Regions from separate parts of the Siniperca chuatsi genome. Here region 1 is linked to region 2. The links are chromatin contacts, called in public Hi-C maps. All regions are on one chromosome and are shown on one strand. Each heading gives the region's core, a stretch centred on a gene start, on an enhancer-like site or on the middle of the called end of the contact. The rest is flanking DNA. Distances are from core to core; before and after follow the strand shown.

The links. A called contact is a pair of places that touch in the nucleus more often than the background predicts.
Region 1: a contact with region 2 is called in a Hi-C map of an unstated tissue, with 5 times the contacts expected there. The contact joins the enhancer-like site here to the promoter of fzd4 in region 2. A contact is called at or near these places in 3 of 3 Hi-C or Micro-C datasets (liver, skeletal muscle and an unstated tissue).

The regions. Positions count from the first base shown.
Region 1 is chrLG7:14,273,883-14,278,264 of ASM2008510v1, forward strand. LOC122879449 reads right to left here. Exons shown (of 9, transcript XM_044203549.1): 7 at 2,832-2,954; 8 at 2,645-2,689; 9 at 1,078-2,338. The coding sequence ends at 2,331. Among protein-coding and RNA genes, the nearest start is that of LOC122879449, 10 kb to the right of the region's middle. Within about 2 kb of position 1,834, the one cell type or tissue checked has an H3K27ac peak away from gene starts, as active enhancers do. A contact at or near this core is called in liver, where this site is marked.
Region 2 is chrLG7:14,208,970-14,212,876 of ASM2008510v1, forward strand. It overlaps fzd4 (frizzled-4), which reads right to left and starts at 2,565. Exons shown (of 6, transcript XM_044203543.1): 1 at 1,838-2,565. The coding sequence starts at 2,101.

The sequences.
Region 1 (4,382 bases), core at 584-3,083, 64 kb after region 2:
CTGATGGGGCAGAGGGGAGGATAATTAGAGGGAGGAGAGGAACGGAAGGGAAATGACGGCAGAAGGAACAGAAGGAGAAGGGGAGAAGGAGTGAATTTGTTCAATGAGGGAATAAAAGAATGAAGGAGGGAAAGAAAAGAGGTGGGGAGAAGGGAAAAGAGGAGGAGGAGGGCAGGGATCTTGGGGGTTACATTCCTGAAGTGCAACCAGCCTGGTGCTGCTCTGCTGCCCAATGTAAACACAGGGCAGAGAGGTGGACCGACAGCCTGTCACAGTGACTCATGAGACAGAGAGAAAGCAAGTGAGGAAGAGAATTGGAGGTGTGCTTTGAAAGAATGAAATGTGTGAAGAAAGAGAACAAGAATGGGAGCAAGAGAAATAGAAGAAGAAGAGGTGGAAATAGTTTGAGACAGAGATGTAGACAGAATGACTGATGTGATGTGTATAGCTATAATGTTAACAATATTCTATGTTAGATGGTAACCTCTCTCATAGACTCACTAGGTTCATGTTAGCAAATGTTCTCCTCCCCCCTCCTTTGATGTCATCTCACATCTAGTCTACAATCCTCTCCTCTTTCCTCCTCTTATTTCTCTTCTCTTTTCATTCAATAAACCAGGGCTATCCTCATCATCCTCCATGTCTTCCATCTCCATGGGATTCATCACATATTGTGGTCAGGGAGACATTATGTATCCCGGTTTAAAAGGATTGTGTTCACATTGTTTCATTATGTGACAAATGTGATCAGGCTCATGGTTGTGGCACTTCACAATAATATTCTGATGTTATAGCACACACAACACCAACCATCAGCCATGCCAGTAGAAGACTCGTCTTGTCTCTGTGGTACTAGTACTACATCTAGTGGCAATAAAAGTGCATTACAACTGAAAAGACAAATTATTGGGGTAAAGATCTATTTAAAGGTAATAAATATAGTACTAAAAGCCCCCAGTCAAGCCTCTTAAAACAGTGTAAATTGTGTAAATACAATCTATTGCAGTAGTTCAAATAGGATATTCTGATCATATAGTGAAATGAGTGAAAAGTGAGTGTAATCCTTCCCACAACACAATAAAAATTAAATTACTCAAGTTTAATTGATTGTACGTTTCAGTAACAAAGAAAAATGAGATACAGGCAAGACTGTGATGTCAAATCACAAACAAACAAGACAAGTTACAACAGCAAGAAGGTTGTTTTGTACAGATTTAGGAAATGAAAGCAGCATTTTGAGATCGTTTGGTAATTCCAAGGAAGGAGGAATAATAGTGGTCTCCATACCCAAAATAATGTAAACAGGGTAAACAATAAACAGTTGTATATATTGAGATTGAAAAACATAAAATGAAATAAATATGTGGCAAAACAGCATACAAAAAGATCATTTCATATGAGAAGAGTCACCTGAGAGACAAAATGTTGTGAAGAGGACCAAACTATTAATCGTGAGGGTAACAGCAATTTATGTAAAAAAGAAAAACCTGTTTCACTTGGAATACTGGAATCTACTGCACAATTTCATGTGCAAACATTATTCTGACATCCATATTTTTCACAGCTTCTGCTACTGATAATAATTTCTGACAAAACTAAATAAAGAGTAAAGCCCTGGACACAAATTAGGGAACTACAGTGCCTTTCGATCACTAACTAATATTGACTCTTCTCTTATGTGTCTTAAATAAAATTTAAAAAAGCCAGCAAAAACAGTAAAGGCAACAACTGGGCTATATTTAAGAAAACTGTACACACAGGGTAAATTTAAAGTGCAACAATATACTGTATTTAAAAATTATGCAGTCCAAAAGACATTTGTAGCAAGTGTAACAGATCCCACTTCTCCCCATAGAGGTCAGTCAAATATTTACTTAATCCAGGTTTAAATAGTTGTCACTGCTCACAGTGCTGGGAAGTGGCGCCCTCAGACTTTTTCCCAGTATGCAACAACACTCTCACCACAAATCAGTGGTAAAGTCCTTTTTTTGAAAAGTAAGCTACTGTCAGTCAAATGACGCACTGTACTTTAACAGTAAAAGGATACTCATAATGAATACTTCCTCAAACACTTTGAAGAAGTCACAAGTGTCAGTGAAATGTTGACAGCATGCGGTCCCTTGTCAGTCTCTGACCCTTAAGGTCAATGGCCAATCCTGGTGTGTAGGTAGCCAGTGAGTCACAAATGTAACATACACTTGAGTGACATACAGTTTTAGTTCTAGATTCTAGAACACATAAGATGTTCAGGGAGTAGAAATCGGATAATCTTCTTCACCAGTTTAGCACTCAAGATGCCTCTTTGCCTCCTTTATTTTCATTGAGGGATATTACCTCCCTGGAGAAAATGAAAAATAGAAAGGAAAGAAGGGGAAAGGGAGGGATAAGGTCAGTGGTTACAAGATGTAGTAATAAAAATGTGAGCCATGTATTTGATGTACATTACAAGTTACAAACTACATTTTGAGGCAACTGGGACTTGTGTCCATAATTGTGAGTACAGTAGCAGCATTTTGTCATTACAGCTGTGGCTCATGGAACTCTTTATCCGCTTACATTTTACATTACTTATGAATTAAATCAAAGTATTGTGACATTTTAAATGTGGTCAATTGTGTCATGTAAACGTCCACTTACTCCTTACATCCATTTACTCCACACTCTTGCCTCACATCTGTTGCTTCTCCCCCTGGAAACCAACAGAGAAACTGCTGTGAGTTTTTGTCCATTACATTAGAGTCATTCATACTGGCATCTTTGTGTTCTTACAAACAGATATGCAAATGTGTGTAGAACACCAATATTGTGACAAACCTAATCTTTATCTTTACCTTTCTGTCCTGTCTTGCATTTCCTCCACAGCCACACCACAATACTGAAAAACACCAGTATTGAACAGGTGGCTGCTGCTATTATCACAAAATGATTGTTAGGGTCCTTCTTCTGAGGTGTACCTTCAGATGAGAGCAAATGTTTATCAGAGTCAAAAACATATGAAATGGGACAGTTGACTTTAAAGGCTGGCAACATTTTACATTTTTCTTATTGTCAACAAATCAACAGCAACATTATTTTATTGTGTTAATGGTCGTGTCAAGTCTTATAGTTCCAATGAAAACTGTTCATAGTGAAGCAGAAATCTCATTAAAGGATCAAAACTTGGACCAAACTGAAATAATTTGCATTTGAGTTAAGTTTTTTGGAACTTGAGTGAACTGAGTCTGGAATAGTTTTTTTTTATAGTTAATTATCACATACAAAAGAATAAAGAGAACGTTTATATTTGATTAGTCTCAACCGCAGAATACCAAAAATGGATGATGAGAAACGTTACTTTATTGTTACAGTTTTTTACAATCGCTATGACAGTTTTTTCGATACATTTAACAATTTTCCTAAACTCAACGCACCGACACACCTAAAACGCACAATTGGCAAAATGGTTAATTTCATGCTCAAAATCACACATTGTAAACTAAACCCCAAAACTAATTTTCAAAATACAATAATAAACTAACACAATACACTATGTCTAACAAAACACTGCAAACATATTTTAAAATCAAATAATTAGTCAAAACACTAACACATGTTCTCTTCCAACAGGAACATTTAGTCATAACACAATGACAAAAGAAAAACACTATCATCAGCTAAAATTACAGAAACTGCATTACAGTATTTTATGTGTCAGGTTTGCCCTTATACAATGGACAGTATATTGAATTGATCATATATTGTGTTTTGCATTGTAGTTTCTTTTGAAGCCTCTCTACATTTTTGTTTTGTTGGGTTTAGTAAATGCATGTGTATTGTTCCTTTTCCACACAAGATCAGCCCAAAGAGTCCTCTTTTAGAACATATGATCATGCAATTGAAAAAACCTCAACACCTGAGTGTGGTTCCTAGATGGGAATCAGCTGTGATTTATATATTTGCATAATTGCAATAAGCTGTTTCTCATTAGCAATGGAATAAAATACAGGGAATATATTTGTGTTTCAATTCACAATATGAACAGCTGTTCACTTTGACTTTAGCCTATATAAGTTATGTTTAGAACATGATGTTATTTGTTCTGACATAGAGTGTGAAAGCATTTGTAAATTTGACTGTAAAATTACATTGTTTTGGTCTTGGTTGAGCTTGTGTGTAAAAGAAGTTCAAGCATTTTAAATTGGTGTTACAGTAATTGCATCAGCCAAATCCAGCAGCATTTTGGCTGAGGTGTGACTAAACTAATCCACTGGAGCATCTTTAGCCATGGCTCTAGGGACGGCAACGTCGGTTGGTCTGAGACTGATCGCAACATCAACTGGACAGATTGACATGGAATTTTGTACAGACATTCAGAGGATGAACTTTATTATCTTTGGTGACTT
Region 2 (3,907 bases), core at 1,315-3,814:
ATTGTGCATCTGGGCACCACGTTAATCGTGGGCTATAAAATTTACAACCATTAAATAAATCGCACAAGAATTACAGATATAGTCAGTGAGCTACTTTTCTGTTACATACCTACAGGCTAATAATGTTTCTACTTCTGTGAGGAAGTATGGGAGTTATCTGAGTAAGAGGGAACCCAATTTGTTACACTGTTCTCTGATCAGTATCTGGGTTGTAGCGCAGCTTTATCTCTGCAAATGCTGGCTGATCTGGAGACAGTATTAAGTTTCTCACCACAAATAAAGAATCTTTTATTCCCAAACTGAACCACAAGTATTGGAGTTGTCCTGAGTAATTTGCTGTTGGATTTAAATTCAATTTAAAAAAAGTTAAATTAACAGTGTGTGTGGAGGTTTTGTTTGTCTGATTGATTCAATTCACACAAAGTTTATAATAAAAGCATTAGATATGAAATTAGATGCAATACAATTTCTGATATTTCTCAAGGTGAATTATGCGTGCTTTACCAGTAACACATTCGGGGTGTTTTCCCCGACCGTTGGTAACCTGAGTGCTGTCACTTCACTGCTAAAAGCTGCTCCGGTTACTAGTCAGGAAGCCTCCCATTAGAGCAAATGTTAGGGGATACGTTTCCCTTTCCACCCTCTTTAGAGTGTGTGTGTGTGTGTGTGTGTGTGTGTGTGTCTGTGTATATGAGTGAGAGAGCGAGCGAGGGGAGGGGGGTTGTCAGCTAATCTTTTGGGACAATTTTCAGCTGGAGGAGGACAGTTTGGTTTTACACTGCAGTTGCTCCTTCTTCTGTTTGACTGTCTAACACACACGCCAGCTAATCTTTTGGGACAATTTTCAGCTGGAGGAGGACAGTTTGGTTTTACACTGCAGTTGCTCCTTCTTCTGTTTGACTGTCTAACACACACACACACACACACGCACACAAATGTCTCTTAAGCACTGTATTCATTTAGCTTGTCAAAAACACCTGTACACACACAAAGCACTAAAGCACTAAAACACACACAGTGATAAAAATCACACACATCTCCAGACTCCAACTTCCTTAAAATAATGACACAAAAGAGCACCTGGGAAACTGTTTGTTCTTTAGCAGTGCACATGTCCAGGTATGACCAATTGTGAGAAAAGTAATCTCTAAATAAAACGATTAGCCAGAATACACGTAATTTCAGAAAAAGTAAACTCCATTCATAAGCTCCACTTTGTTGGCATTTCCAAAAATGTGACCTCTGTTGTGTCACCAGTCTTTCCAATTATAATCTTAAGTAAAATCTTAGAGATGAGGGAGGGGGCCAATCTATTTTTTTCTTACATGGTGCATGAGGCAAACAAGCAGTATTTGTCTTGGGGACACTGAGGGCACCATTGTTAATGAGAAGACGGTACAGTATATAGCACTGAAGACTCAGCTGTTGCTGTGTGGGGCATGAACTCAGAATGTCAACAGAGGGGGCATTTTCATTGAAATTAGCATGACAGCCTGCATGGCAGGAAGGAAGGCAGGGACCCCTCCACTTATTTTAACTCTATGGGGGTCTGCCTATATTATGCTCCTCGTTATCACTGGCACCATCAGTCTGAACAGTTCACTGAATAGTCAACTACTGCTAGAAGCTCTCTGTCATGTGCTCCGCAACCACACTCTGTTCCCCTCTCTCTCTGCACACACACACGTAAATTTAGACTGTATCGCTATGCCTTTTTGAGTCCAGGATCAGTGTTCCTAAATGTGTGCATGTTACAGCTTCAGTGTCTGCTTTTAATAACACACTGTCTATTCTAATATCAGTATGTATTCAGTGTGTCTGACATCAGTCCAGTTACCTTGAGTTGGCTGGAGCAGCCGTACTGTATGAGCGGTGTGAACGTGGTCAGCTGCAGCTCGGCGTCCGACTGCAGCACGTTGCCGACCAGATTGGGCATCTTGGTGACGTTGTAACCGAGGCCCTGGCACATGCTGATCCGGATCGGGTCGCAGGTCATTTCCTCCACTTCGTCGCCGAAAGCGTGCACCACGCAGAGCGGACCGACCAGCCCGCACAAGACGAGCAAGGCTGCTCCGCCGAGCGACAACATCATCCCGGGCATGGTCACTCTGCCCTCTCTGTAAATGTTGGCACAGCTGATTTCTCCTCAAACACCAAGTTAGGTTTGGTCGCCCTGGAAACCGCAGCGCGAGTTTATAGTCCAGCCGGAGTGGAGCGCGTGTAGTCCATGCGTTTCGGAGGCTATAATATCCAACTCGGAGCCATTCAGTAGATTAAAACATCCAGAAAGCCGCAGTGAATCATTACGAGAGAGGTGCGTAATCAAAAGCGCGTGTTTTCAGTTAGAACAGTGCGTGCATCTGCAGTTTAAAAAAACAACCTACATTTGGATAAATCCCACAGTCCTTCTTGCGTTGTTTCCCGTTAAGAACTCCGTGTGGAGAAGCGCAGCGCAGCGACGAGATACAGCCGTCCGGTTTTGCGCGTACTGCCTGCGAGCGTCCAGCTCTAAACTTTATTGTGTCTGTGAGGAGAGACTGTTTTGCCAGTTCAGAGGAGAGCCCACCAATCCATGCGCGGGAGTTGGGTTTCCCCTGACCAACCCCTGACCGAGAGGGCGGGATCCAAGAGGCAAAATAGAAGAGCGAGCTGCTTCCTCTCCCCCTATCCCCTCTCCTTCTCTCTCATCTCCTTTCCTTCAGCATTTTCTCTTTTCCTGTGTCCTTGTTTCATTCCCTCTTTCATCCTTTTCTGTTCTTTCCTCACTGTGTTCCCTCTTCTCCCCCTGCAAAGAAAATCAGCGAGCATTCCCCATTTAATTCTGACAATATCCAGAACCTGTATTTATACTGGCTGATGTGGCTTACATATGTTTTTATTGGCTGTATTTTTAGAAAATAGGCATCCGAAAAGTGGCTTTTTCTGTGTGTGTGTGTGTGTGCGTGTGTTTTATTTTATATTTATAAGTCCCTAATGGTCTTTTAAGCCCGTCTGGAACTTCACCACAGGTTCCACTCTCCTTCTGTAAAGGCCCGTCAGCTCTAAGTGCTCATGACATTGTAATTGAAAGTAGGGCCTTAAGTGATGCTGAAGCATTGGAAATCTGTTTTGCATTGCAATGAATGCACATACTGGACAGGTTTTGTTTGCTCGTGGCACCCTGGGAGAAGACTTTTCTTTTACAGCATGAAACTAGCAGTGAAGAGTGTTGTTTTGGCTTTTCTGTCTTGTAAAAGTGGACTTGAGTGAGAAGGTGCTTGGATTTGTTGCAAATATTTCAGGAGGGGGAGAGCCTAAGGAATGCTTGATTTGTGTTTTCTTCCAAGTGAATTGCACAATTCTGACACTTTATGGGTCTGCCAGATGTATTACAAATTCCTGAACCCATATTCTAATGCCTCTTTGCCGTAAGAGTGATGTTTTATTTTATTTTAGTTACTATATTCAACTCAATCTACGTACAGTGACTACCTGTATCTACGTACGAGACAGTGAGTGAGGATTCTGAAATCAAATGATTTCTACATGTCCAGAGTCCAACTGCATGTCAGCATTATTTGCTTAAGTTTCGAGCCTTTGAAACAACTGAATTTGGGGGCGGGATCATTTGATATTCCATGCATGAGCCACACAAACACAATGAGGAAGTGCGGCTGGACCCCAAATATGTGCCTTTTTCATCTCAAGCCTATCTTTCTTCTTCTGCCCAAAGACACAAAACAGAGAAACACAAGGAGCCAACACAGAAGGATTTGGTGGCAGACAAGAACAATCCTATTCAAAGTTACATACCTCCTAAATTGTCTGTATAACTATTCTAATGGAATTAACCCAACAAACTATTTTGTGCATCTGTACTAATCCTTTCCATAGAATTCCTTAGCATTTCTGTACCTGGCATGTTTGA